Regions from separate parts of the Mus musculus genome. Here region 2 is linked to region 1. The links are chromatin contacts, called in public HiChIP or PLAC-seq maps. All regions are on one chromosome and are shown on one strand. Each heading gives the region's core, a stretch centred on a gene start, on an enhancer-like site or on the middle of the called end of the contact. The rest is flanking DNA. Distances are from core to core; before and after follow the strand shown. Region 1 overlaps Nav1 (neuron navigator 1). Region 2 holds the start of Csrp1 (cysteine and glycine-rich protein 1).

Region 1 (6,508 bases), core at 1,871-4,370:
CATCCCCTTTTTCTGGGGCAACCCTACAAAGCCCAAATTTTACCCTCAGCTTTCTCCCTCAGAATCTTTAAAATCAGTCCTACACCCTCCATTGTCAGGCCTGGTCTGAGGGCCACAGCTTTGCCATCTTGACAGAGTCATTGCCACTGACAGGTTCTGGGAGGAAGGGTGGCATCTTATAGGAACAGGTCTGAGGGAGAAAGGCCCCGTCCTGGGGGTGGAGCTACATGAAAGGCAGCCACATATTTAGCTAGGTTTTAGCTTCTGCTCCTGATTGCCACTAGATCTAGTCATGCTCTTGGCAAGTTTATGTCTGACCCACTTTGGCTCCCAGTGTGAGAACCCTGAGAACCTGAAGATGGGCGCACCCGTATAATGGACTGGATTGTGTGCAAAAGCTGGGACACACGATGTAATCCCACCCAGGGGGCTGATTCTGGAGGAATGAAGGGAGGCTCAGGGCAGGGGGTGTGTGAGACTTCTGGAGAAAGAGCTGGTGGCATTACACAGCCTCATTCCAACGGACTCTGACATGTCACACAGTGCCTAGCACTTCCAGGAATGCTTTGTGGCTAGGCTGCAATGGTTATGTAGCCAACGTGGCAAGGTCACTGTCGAGAACTTGAAAGTGTGGCTAATGCCGTTGAGGGAATTACACCTTAGCTAGCTCAAATATAAAAGGTGTTCAACATTCTTAAATCAGAAAAAAACAAAACAAAACAAAAAACACATATTGGATCTATGGTGAGATAGCCTGGCACACTGGGCTGGCCAAGGTGTGATAGACAGTAGCAAGTGTTGCTGAGGCTGGGCAGAAGCCAGAAAGAGACAGCATACAGACACCTTAGATGACAGTGTAGCCGTTCCTCAAAGTGTTAAACACACAACTACCACATGATCCTAAGCACATTAGGAATATAACACGTATACGCCTAAGCATACACTCAAGAGAAAGAGAAGCAGACGTCAACACATATGTGACTTTCATGGCAGCATTATTCATACTGGGCAAAAAATAAAGATGAAGCCAATGTCCATCAAATGATGGCTAGATAAGCAAATATTATCCACACCGTAGAATATTATTCAGCCATGAAAAGGAACAGAGGGGTGAAACATACTACAGCGTAGACCAACTTGGAAGGCAGTGCAGAGTGACAGAAACCACAAAGGTGTGTGATTCTGTTTGTGTGAAGGATCCTGAGTAGGTGGACCTACAGAGTCAGAAGGCAGACTAGCATTTGCCAGAGTTAGAGGAAGGAGAGGATGGCAGGTGTGTGCTTAGTGTACAGGCCATACACTGGGGGTGATAAAATTACATGAGTGATGATGTACAGACATGCTGGAAGCCATGGAATCATATATTTTAAAAAGTGGACTTTATGGCGTGTGATTGAGCCTCGTCTGCATATCTCACCCTCTCTAGCTCGTGGTGCCAGGATTGGACGAGGCTAGACCATCTGCTTTCACATTTTGGCTTTGCCATGTGCTGCTGTGTCATCCTGGGCAGCAGTCTCAGCTGCCATGAACTCTGGTTTTCTCAGCTATGAAATCGGGGGTAATAAATAGACTGGCCCAGGCGTGTCCTGCAACCAAACAGGGTTCATATCCATAAAGCCTCTAGGACAGTACCTGGTATCAGAGACAGAAGAGTTCGCCACCACCTAGGATTACTGGGGTCACAGCCAGAAATCCCCCAGGCCTCTTCCAGTGCTCTGCATGCCTGATCCCAGCCCCTCTCCTCTTCTTCTGACTCCCTGCAGATGGCTCTCTGCTGTGTAAACTGTTGCTATAACAACCATTCCCTGTTCCCAGAAGCTGCTGCACAAGAGACCTCATCATCTTCAGCGCAGGGTGTCACAGGAAGGCTCTGGGCATTGTTAAAATAGGAAGCATTTCCAGTAAAGGTAAACCTTGAGGTTCACCGGGCAGGAGATCCCATGCTTGCCCTTAGCAGCGACCTGCCCCAGTGTCTGAGACAGGCAGACTGTCTCCTCTGCCGGAGACCTGCTCACAAGCCCAGTCTAGTGTCAAATCTTCAGAATCCTCTCTTACCCTGTTACCTGGTGTTCAAAGGAAAAGGGGTGGGAGGAATTTTTTTAGAATTGTAATAGAAAAAAATAGACCTAGCCAGGTGGTGGTGGCAGCAGCTGCAGCACAGGCCTTTAATCCCAGCACTCAGAAGGTAGAGGCAGGTGGATCTCTGAGTTGGAGGCCAGCCTGGTCTGCCCAGTAGGTTCTAGGACAGCCCGGGCTGCACAGAGAAATCCAGTCTCAAAAACAAACAAACAAACAAAACAAAGAGAGACGGAGAGAGGGAGGGAAGGAAGGACAGACAGACAGGCAAACTGACCTTACAACAGTTATTCCAAACAGGGTCCTCTTCTGGTCTAATTGTCCTGGATCTAGCAAAGCCTTCCCCAAGTGTGAGCCATTGAGAAGTAGCTGTCCCCTGGTCCTGTAAGCTTACTCCCCAAGTTCTTTGCCAAAGGCTGCAGAGTGAAGCTGAGCTGCACACCATTGCAGCGAGCTTTCTGCCTTCAGCTCACTGCAGAGACCTCCTCTCTTCCCAAAAGGATCCTGATGGGGGTCATAATGGAAGGAGTCTGTCCTCCTTCCTCTTCCAGAAAGCCACCCGCCCAAGCACACTGCAAAAGAGCAGAAATGAGACCTCCAGAGAACAGACTCGGACCCCACACAGGTCTCCAGGTTGCTCATTGTTTTGAAAGGCAAGCTGGATTCTCTCTCAAACTTTGGCTCTGAATATGAGCTTGCCAGGGGAGTCTGTGGGTCTCCAGAGCCTACTGGGTAAGCCAGGCCCTGCTCTTAAAGTGGTCCACTAGGAACAGGGCATGCACCTGGGTAGATGGTGTAGCAAAATCAATGCTGCAAACTCTGGGCTCTTCTCCAAATGTGCTAACCTAGCCAGGGTGGGGACTGGGGGTTACGAAGAATGTCTGCCCCAGGAGTGCAGCGCCTGGAAAGAAGCAATCCTAAGCAGAATTCAGAGGGAGAGGCCTTTGGGCAACTTCTCCCAAGCCCTGAGAGCTAGACAGCTGCCCTTCTTACAGCATTGCGGCATCAATGCAAAGGGAGGCTGCAGGCGGCTAAGGACCCATAGCACCCCCGTGTGGTTGTTCTCTGCAACAAGTCCCAAAGACCTGGCAAGATTTTGGTGGCTGTGTTTCCGGAAAGAGAGCAGAGAGCTGACTTGTGCCAGCAGTGTTTCTCCATCACTTTGAGTGGGGATGTGGGGGTGTTGAGCTCTGGTGCTTTGTCGGGTCTCCTGTTCTCGCAACGTTTACACAAATGCAAAGTAGGACAACCCTCTGGTCACAGCACCTGATTTTGGAGCTGGCAACGCAGCAGATTTTTCCGGAGCCACCTCCAGCCGGCTAAACCAAAAACTCTCGGGTTGAGCATTATACAGACCTCAGCCTAGCACAAAGTCACAGGACCACACTGGCAGAGCTTAGTCAACTACACCGCTCCCTTACTTACAGATCAGGAAACTGGGGCCCGGGGAGAAGTCATTTACCCAAGTTCCACAGCCGGTTGATGGTGTTCCCTTGGGACTTTTACCTCAATGAAAATCAAAACTGGGGGGGTGGGGCTGGAGAGATGGCTCAGAGGTTAAGAGCACTGACTGCTCTTCCCAAGGTCCTGAGTTCAAATCCCAGCAACCACATGGTGGATCACAACCACCTGTAATGAGATCTGATGCCCTCTTCTGGCGCATCTCAAGACAGCTACAGTGTACTTACATATAATAAATAAATAAATCTTTAAAAGGAAAAAGAAAAAAAACGAAAAAGAAAAGAAAATCAAAACTGCACATGAACTGGGGAGACCCCTGCCTGGAAAATTCCAGGCTGTAGCTGCCTATATACATCCTTCTCTTATTTAGGCCCAAGTTTGTTTGTAGCTCTAGTTTTTGTCTAATGGCCCCATATAGCCAGTGCGTTTGCTTTTTTTTTTTTTTTTTTTTTTTTTTTTTTTTGTCCTGGCTCTGTCTGGTGCCTCGTGATGTTTCACCCATCAGGAGAACTCCAGGCAGCCCCTTGACTGAGTAGGTTCAGGGTTCTCTAAGGTAAAGAGGAAAAGCCTGGGAGCTCCTTTGGGGAGCAGGGGTGCACAGGGTTTGCTGCACTGCGGGGTTCCGTGTCAGCTGCCTCCTGTATTGTGACTTAAGTGGGAGGAAGAGAGAAATGACGAGATTAGGAACAGAATAAATAGTTTCCTGCCTGCCTGCCTTCTCCGCGACAGTGGGTGTCTCTGGCATGGAGGCCCACCCACCCTGCCCCCTTCTAGGACCTCTGAGGTCAGCAGATGATTTGGGAAGGGGTGAGGAAAGAGGGTGGAGTTGCCCCTCAGACAAGGTTCTGGGCTCTATCCTCGAGCAGGGGAGATCCGTGTCACAGGTCACTTGTCAATTGTTAGCTTTCCCGGCTACTGTGCCCGAGTCAGCGTTTACAGGGGGTGGGGATGAATCCAGTCCAAGGTGACTGGTGCAGATCCCACAGAACTGCCGAGCTTAACCCTGAGCCTCTGGGCACCCTGGGATGAACCTGGGGGTGGCCAGCCTGGCCTGCTCTTGCCGGAGTGGGTAGATTTGTGTCTTTGAGTGGAGGAGAGGGGAGAAAAAGATTCCAATTCCCAGAGACATCTGACCCACTGAAACACAAAGTACTGCTCAACAGGTCCTGGCAGCTGTGTGTGCAACTCCCCAGTGTCTTTCCATTGTTGCAGTGAGTCCTGGGACAAAGTGGCCTTCTGGCTAGGGCTGGAATCTTGTTTTTTGGGGTTTGTTTGTTTGTTTGTTTTCAGCCAAAATTGTGATAGATTTCCAGAATTTAAAGATCAGACTCCTGTACTGGGGATCAAATAGGGTTAGGGAATTTTCTTCCTCTGAAGAGTTGTTGATATGTGTGTGTGAGAGAGAAACAGACATGGAGAGGCCCAGTGCTTCCTGTTTCCAGGTCGTTTAGGCTGGCCTGGATTTCTACATGGATCAAGGCCCAGACCATCCCCTGTGGTTAATTCTGGCTGTGACTTACCTCTTCTGTAGATACAGCTGAGCGTCTCAGCCCACAGCACTGGACAGTGAGAAAAAGAGCCCACGCCAGGAGTCACGGCAGCCCTGAGTCCCCTCTGTGGGCTCAGAGGAGAGGTCATTTCCCGTCCTTAATGTGAGAGGGTGGCAAATGCTTTCAAGCCCTCTCTTGGCTCACTTCCGTCCCTCCTGGGGGCCTGTGCCTCACCCAACCATTCACAGTAAAAGCCTTTGTAGAGGGAAGGTGCAGCTCCAAGCTAGTTTTCAGTTACCCTCCCCTGAGCTACATGGCTTATGGGTTCTGAAACATTGGTGAAGGTAATTAAAGCTTCAATAGTCAAAAGTTATTGCAGTTTACTTAATTGCTGGCTAATAATTAAAACCTCACAGATCGTGGGGAAACCTGACTACTGGGTGATGGATCCCCCTGAGCCTCCTCCTTCTAGAACTTGCCTGAATCTGTTGGGGCTTTTACCCTGAACTGGAGGTTCACTGTCCAGTATGATCTTACAGCTTAGCCTTCTGGTTCAAGCAAGTCCCTATAGCTAAGTGCATCCCACAGGCAGGACTAGCCCTGAGAAAAGCAGCTAGTCAGGCTTGCTGGTGCAGCAGCGAGGTTTGCTGAGTATACCTCAGATGCTACTAGGTCCAGGTGTTAAGGCCTCAGCAAAAGAAAACAGGCTCCCACCTGTTGGTTGGTGGCCGAGTGTGGGGCGCTTCAGCCTCGCTGTCTGCCCACTTCTGCCTTCTGCCAGGTCGATCCCAGCTGTCTGTCCAGGCAGTTTGCTGTGTGCCAGGCTCTACACTAAGTGTGATAGTGAGCTAGGCCCTTAAGCCTCGCTGCAGTGAGGTCATTCCACTCTCTATTTAGCAGAAAGCAAACCGGTAGCAAGATGAAGTAACCTGTTCAGGGCCAGCCCGGCTGCGGAGAGGCAGTGGGTGGACCTAGATGGTGGGTTTTCTTTTTTTCTTTTTTTTTTCCATTTTTTATTAGGTATTTAGCTCATTTTCATTTCCAATGCTATACCAAAAGTCCCCCATACCCACCCCCTCCACTCCCCTACCCACCCACTGCCCCTTTTTGGCCCTGGCGTTCCCCTGTACTGGGGCATATAAAGTTTGCAAGTCCAATGGGCCTCTCTTTGCAGTGATGGCCGACTAGGCCATCTTTGGGTTTTCTTCTTGATACTAAAAACTGTGTTGTTTTTGTTGTTTGCTTGTCAGTTTGAGACAGGGTTTCTCTGTGTAGCCCTGGCTGTCCTGAAACTCACTCTGTAGACCAGACTGACCCCAAACTCAGAGTTCTGCTGGCCTCTGCCTCTCGAATGCTCAGATTAAATTAGTGAGCCACAGCTACCGGCCTAAGATCTATGTTCTTGACACCACAGTGAAAGTCCGTTTCTCCCCGGTGTCCAGCTCTTTAGCTTAGCAGGAAACCTTGTCTTAGCATTCTTG
Region 2 (6,718 bases), core at 567-3,066, 180 kb before region 1:
CTCCCACCACCATCTCCCAAGTGCCAGATTACAGTCACGTGCCACCATAGCCACCTTCAATCACCCAGTGTTGATTTACCATGGATCGAGTGCAAACATTACCCTCTCAGCCTGCAACTCTGACCCAGGAAGGACTAGACTGGTTCTGGAGTCTGTGAATTACAAAAGACAACACCTGGACCGGTGCTAGGGCAGGCCAGAGGCAGCTTTTTCACATTTTCTCTGCAGGTAATCACAGAGCAGGAGACCTGCCCTTCAGTTTCTCTCCTACAATCTCCCAAATCCCTCGGCATTTGAGCCTTGGGCATGGCTCTCCTCTCTACCTCCTCAGGCCAACACCACACCCTCTGCAGGATAAACTTACTTCCCTGACAGACCGTCCCACCCCGGATATCCTTGCCAAGGCAAAGGGTCTCTCTGTGCAGTGACAAGCTGGATTCTCCAATGAGGCTTAGGCAGTGCCCAGACCAGCCTCTCCCCAACACAGAGGCCTGGCTTCCTAAGCAGAGGCCTGGTGAGAGGATCAGAAGGCAGGGAGGAAGCCCTAGGGCCCAGTCCTGAAGGAAATCCCCAACCTAGCTCAGAGACAACTGTACTAACAGCCCCAGTCCTCTGAGCTTCTGCAGGATGCCAGGGTGTGTGTGTGTGTGTGTGTGTGTGTGTGTGTGTGTGTGTGTGTGTGTGTGTGTAATATGTGCTCCAAAAAGTACTGGCCCAGAAGAAAACTGAGCTGTGTCACTTGTTCGAGGTCATCCGTGTATTAAGTGTCAAATCTGAGTCAAAACTCAGTCTGCTTGCCTTTCAGAAACCCTGTCACCAAGATTCCAGAGTCTCATGATAAATGTCCCACCAAAGGCAAGTGAACCGCTTGCATGCAGTGATGGTGTCCCATTACAGTGTCCTGTCAAGGTGGGGAGGCCCGTCCATTCATGCACCACAGGAGGTAAGAAGTGGGTGGGACAAGTGGGTGGGATGGTCCTGACATCAAGTACTTGCTCCCAGTCTAGACCCTTGCTCTGACGGATCACAGCAGCACATGCAGAATAGACCCAGACCTGTGCCACTTGGATGAAACACCTGTCAGATAGATAACAGCTTGTTGGCTGACACTGCAACTCGCTCTCAGGCCCTTTCTACTCCCCTGCTGGCTCTTTGAGATCTCAGTAGTCCTCACCTGCCACCAAGACTTTCTTTTCCATCTGGTTCTTTCAGGAAAAAAGAAAACTCATACCTGCACTCTGGGGCTACCAAGCCAGATGCACACACACACACACACACACACACACACACACACACACACACTCGCGGGCACTTTCTCTCAGGAAAAGAGAGAGAGGAAAGGGGTGGCACGGATGTCCTCATCCCTCAGCTTTACAATGAGTGTCAGTGGCCCACAGAATCGCTGATTGTTCTGTAGGACCTGCAGGCGGTGGGGGGCAGGGTCACCCTGGGTCTAGAGCACGCGAAAGTCAGCTGCCCTGGAAGCCCCGGGATGGGGAGGGACCCAGAGTTTTCAGGAAAGGGAAACACTGCCGAGCTAACTCTAGCCACTTCCCACCACCTCCCTCTTGGGATCACTCTTCCTACAAACTTTTCTTGCAAGCGACAGGGCTGCGACAGGACCGGAAAAACCAATAGGCGCAGGGTGCGACCCAGGCGCTCCGGCAGTTGCGGGGACCCGAGGCGGACCACCCGGGGTAACACTCACCTGGCAGCTGCTGGGAGGCGCACGGGCGACAGCTCTCAGGGAAGCGGTGACTGGCTGCGCCGGAGTGCGCGCCGTTTTGTTTCCCCCTCCGGAAGGCGTTTCCCGCGCCACGCCAACCAGTAGGCTTTGCACACTGCACCACAACAGGGCTGATGTCACGGAGAAGCTGTCCCCTCCCCCATCCAAAACCTAGGGTCGGGAGCCCGGGCGTGGCTGCCGCCCCAGCCGTGACTTCTCTTTGCACCCTATGGCGATCTCTGGGGGCAAATCTTTACACAGAGGTGAGGGATGGGGTTAAGAGGTTCCTGGTCTGCCATGTGGGAAAGCGGAGACCTAACTGTGAGATCAGACTAAAGATAAACTTGGGCCCCCTAGGGAAGAGAGTGAAGGTCCTTAAATTTTCGGGTTCCGATGGCACAATGTTAAGGGGACTAACTTGCACTCCAGAATAAGACAAGCAAGGCCCCACTTCCTGTGACTTACTTCTGCCAGACAGCTGGCTTTAGGTTCATCAGTAAAAGGGCTATGTGCCACCGAGATGTGATGGGGGATGAGATACTATAACACCCGGGAGCACTTAGCCTAGCTGCCCTCCTCCAGGGGCTCTTGTCCCTCTGCTTTCCCCATCTCCCTGCCACCCACAAGAGATCATTCTACCGCTCCTGAGTGGATCTTCCTCTGGGCTAACCTACAGAATGACAAACACAGTCTCAAGCCACTGAAAACTGCCTCTGGGGTGATTAACAATATGTGTTACTGGGCCCACCTGCTCCCAGTCCGCAGAGCAGCCTGTCCAGAAATCCAATCCTAGAGGTGAACTGATGCCCCTGGGACTTAAAACGGAAGGCCCACTTTCTTTCTTTCCTTCTTTTTAATTTATTCCATGTATGTGGATACATTGTCGCTGTCTTTAGACACACCAGAAGAGGGCATCTGGAAGAGCAGTCTGTGCTCTTAACCACTGAGCCATGTCTCCAGCCCAGCCCATTTTCACTATGGGTACAAACAGCTCCAAGCAAGAAGCACAACACTTTCCTTGGGACCTAACGAAGTGAAGAATCTGCAAGGAAAACTATGTTCCTAGTAACAGGGGCTATGGGTGGGAGTGTTAGAGCCTCAAAGGAGGCCCTCTTCTATTTCATAGGATAATTACTGTTATTTGTTGTGTTCTGTAAAGTTGTTTTTGTTTTTATTTTGTTTGAGACAGAGGCTCACTGTGTATCCCTGGCTGGCCTGGAACTCACTATGTAGACCAGAATGGCCTTGAACTCAGAGTTTTCCCTGTGACGTTAAGATTAAAAGAGCTAGTTCCCACCATCATTATTCTTTACTATTACAAGATCAAAAGGACTTGAGGACTGCCGTCATCACTGCAGGTTGGATCATTATTATCATTGCTGGCTGAATTACATTATTCTCACCAAGCACAGGCAGTGTCAGGAACTAAGCCACACTCAAATTGCAGCATGATGTCACATGCTGTGTGGATTTGCCTGTTTGGACCTCTCCTGCCTGCCACACTTTTCGCAGAGGAGATGCGTGCTATGTTCATTGGGGAACAGTCACATGTGTTAGGCGGCCATCTCAAAAGTATCTCTAGGTACAGCTTGCTATCTCCTTCACTCTTCCAGGGCTCAGACCCTCGTGGGCTTCCTTTAAAGCCCTGGGGCTTGATTCTGTGGCACTAGACTTGCAATCCCAGCTCTTCTGGAAGCTGAGACAAGAACACAAGCTCAAGACCTGCCTGAGCTACAGAGCTATTGAAAGGCCAGTCTGTGGACTTAGCGAAGCCTTGACTCAAAACAAAAAGGGCCAGTGAATTGGCTCAGCAAGTAAGGGAGCTTGCTGTGCAAAACCCACAGGAGAAGGAATGAGCCAACTCCCAAAAGTGACCTCCGCTCACACAGCTGGCTTGTGAATGCCTACCTAACCAACTGCTAACACCACGCACACAAGCACACACACACACACACACACACACACACACACACACACACAGAGAGAGAGAGAGAGAGAGAGAGAGAGTGTGTGTGTGTGAATGAATGAATGAATAAAATTCAAATACAAAATCAAAAGTAAGCCGTGGATATAGCTCAGGGGTAGAACACATGCTAGTATGTATACAGCTTCATCCCCCAGTTCTGACGTCATTCCCCAGTTTTATAAATAAAGAGAGACAAGTCAGGGATAGAGCTGGGTTGTTGAATTTACTCTCTTCCAGGAATAAAGCTAAGCATCTCATGATTCAGAAGATGAGACATTTATCTGGCCTGTTTTTTTGTTTTTGATTTTGTTTTTCTTTCTCCCATAAGTCACGTCTACCCATTTAGCTCAACTCACCATTCAAGAGAGCCCTACTGTCCTGGTAAATTTTGGTTGTCAACGACCCAGAGTTACCTGGGGCGAGGGAACCCAAGTCAAGAATCCTTTCCATCTGACTGGTCTGTGAGTATGTCTGTGGACTTTTCTTCCCTGCTAATAGTTGATTGGTTAGGAAGGTCTAGCCTATCCAGGGCAGCCCAGCTGTATTTTAAAAGATAGCTGAGCCAGGCGTGGTGGTACATACCTTTCATTCCAGTAGAAGCAGATAGGTCTCTGAGTTGGAGGCCAGCCTGGTCTACAGAGTGAGTTCCAGGATAGCCAAGGCTACACAGAGAAACCCTGCCTTGAAAAACAGTAATTAATTAATTAATTAATTAATTAATTAATTAATTAATTAAGTTAGCTGGGCATGAACCCAACATCAATTAGCACTTTTCCGTGGTTTTTGACCAAGTTCCTGCCCTGCCTTCCCTCTATGATAGAATGTTCCCTGGGAGTAGAAGCTAAATAAACCTTTTCCTCCTCAAGTTGCTTTTGATCATGATGTTTATCATAGCAACAACAACAACAATAAAAACCCAAACTAGGACACTCTCCAAACCCGGGATGTCTGTAAGCATCCAACAGCATTTGGAGAAGACATAGCTATCCCTGTCTGATGTATTCAAGACTAAGAGGAGAAACCAGGAGGATCCTTGGTCTTTCTTATACTTGGACAGGTATGTTAAATTGAGGAACTACAGTTAGCTTTAGAGACCATGGGCTCAAGGCCCAGAGACGTCACTCCTACGGCTGGGGTTCCCCTGAAGCATCAGTACTCAATATCCGGAAGAGACAAGCCTTGGATCTCTGCCCAAGACTACAAGAGAGCAAACGCCTGCATTTCCTTCTTTGGTCTGGGTTTGTCCCCAGTGGCTCTGCTGATAGATCTCCCTGTGGGGGCATACCGATCTGTTCTGTGAAAAGATCTTAGGATGAGCCAGGGAAAGAAAAACAGAAACGGCTGCCGAACTTATATTTCTCTCAGTGGTTCTTTGTTTGGTTGGTTTGGTTTTTGGTTTTTGGTTTTTTGAGACAGGGTTTCTCTGTATAACAGTCATGGCTGTCCTGGAACTTGATTTGTAGACTGGTCTCAAACTCACAGAGATCTGCCTGCCTCTGCCTCCCGAGTGCTGGGATTAAAGGTGTCTTTACACACCTAGTTCTCCGTGCATCTGAAAACACCTTGGCAATAGATCGCTGTCCAGTGTGTCATCTAAACTCGCAGGTATGGTCACCATATTATCCATGCAAAGGCCATGTGTCTATATACACAGCTTAGAAAGACAACTATGCAGATAGTTGGATGGAGGTAAGGGAAGTTAAACAGGCCCTTTTTCTTCTGTTTTCTCACACATGTGGTTATATTGATCTCCTTGCATACTGCCATCTGTGTGGGCTTAGACGTAGAGAGAGCTCACTAACAGATAAGAAACATCTTGAGAAGCCAGGCGTGGTGGCGAATGTCTTTAATCCCAGCACTCGGGAGGCAGAGGCAGGTGGACTTCTGGGTTCAAGGCCAGCCTGGTCTACAAAGTGAGTTCCAGGACAGCCAGGGCTATACAGAGAAACCCTGTCTTGAAAAACCAAAAAAAAAAAAAAAAAAAAAAAAAAGAAAGAAAGAAAAGAAAAAAGAAAAAAAAAAGAAAGCCTTGAGAATGAGTTGAGTCAAAGATAACGTTGTTGTATAAGCCCTGCAAACAAGTGTGAGCTTCACGTGGAAATCACAGTCCAGAAAGCATCGTCAATACTTGGGGTGACACCTATGTCTACATTTCCTTAGGGTGGAGGGACTGGTCCTTGGTGATACTGGTCCTATTTAACTGTGCCCAGTCTGGCTCCATCCAGGCAGCCGTACCCACACCTACAGATGACGTGACCAGACATGGTAGCCAGATGGTCTCTGCTGGGTGCTACAGAGGAGGCTCGACACACACAGGTGAAGGGAGAGGTGACCTCAGTTTCATTGGATTGAAGTGCCTGGGGACATCTAGTGGGCAGTTCTACACGGAGCCAAAGACGGACCGGGGCTGAAGGTAGAGATGTGGGGTTGTCAGTCTGGAGAGAATTTGGGAAGAAGAGCAGGCCCAGAAGCCCAAGGGACACTGCCATTTGAGAGTGGCTGAGAGCCTGCAAAGGAAACTACAAAGGAGTCATCAAAGATCTGGGATAACAGCCATGATGTGGAGGTCAGAAGGTTGGGGGCAGGGCAGATCATGACACATACCAGGTTCTCATCTTCATGATGCCTTAGAAGAGACTTGGGAAGCACGGAGCCTCCAGGAGAAGAAAATGAGTGGAAAGATCAGGAAAAGTAAGGTCTGGTCCAGTCTTTTGTTTCAGCACCCAGGAGGCAGGGGCAGGCAGATCTCTGTGAGCTCAGGGCTAGCCTGATCTACATAGCCTGTTCCAGCCACGCCCCTGCCCCCAAAAAGGTAAGATCACCAGGGTGTGACATCTCATAAACAAGGGTATTCGTCCCTTCACTACCAAAGCCATTTAAGGTTCCTCCACCGGTTCCCAGAGACACTCAAATGTGTGACTCATCCAGCCTGAGGGTATTGTAGTGCTAAGGACACCAATCTGGGAGGCACAATGGTTCTGGAGGCAAGGCCCTGCTGCTAGGTTTGAACTGTACCTCACCAGACA

Evidence for each region. HiChIP or PLAC-seq counts read pairs in DNA pulled down with a chosen protein or histone mark.
Region 2: a contact with region 1 is called in an H3K4me3 HiChIP or PLAC-seq map of bone marrow-derived macrophages, with 2.7 times the contacts expected there. The contact joins the promoter of Csrp1 here to the enhancer-like site in region 1. A contact is called at or near these places in 8 of 39 promoter capture datasets (the 3T3-L1 cell line, 3T3-L1-derived adipocytes, the HPC-7 cell line and 5 more), 1 of 484 Hi-C or Micro-C datasets (bone marrow-derived macrophages), 7 of 115 datasets of contacts at active chromatin or transcription factors (the HPC-7 cell line, bone marrow-derived macrophages, embryonic midbrain and 2 more) and 5 of 9 other capture datasets (adipose tissue, embryonic stem cells, liver and 2 more).

The regions. Positions count from the first base shown.
Region 1 is chr1:135,541,568-135,548,075 of GRCm38.p6, reverse strand. The region is part of intron 1 of Nav1 (neuron navigator 1); the gene reads left to right. Among named protein-coding and RNA genes, the nearest start is that of Gm32940, 33 kb to the right of the region's middle. Within about 2 kb of position 3,120, at least 39 of the 459 cell types and tissues checked have an H3K27ac peak or open chromatin away from gene starts, as enhancers often do. A contact at or near this core is called in 3T3-L1-derived adipocytes, adipose tissue and bone marrow-derived macrophages, where this site is marked.
Region 2 is chr1:135,724,265-135,730,982 of GRCm38.p6, reverse strand. Csrp1 (cysteine and glycine-rich protein 1) reads right to left here and starts at 1,816. Exons shown (of 6, transcript NM_007791.6): 1 at 1,709-1,816.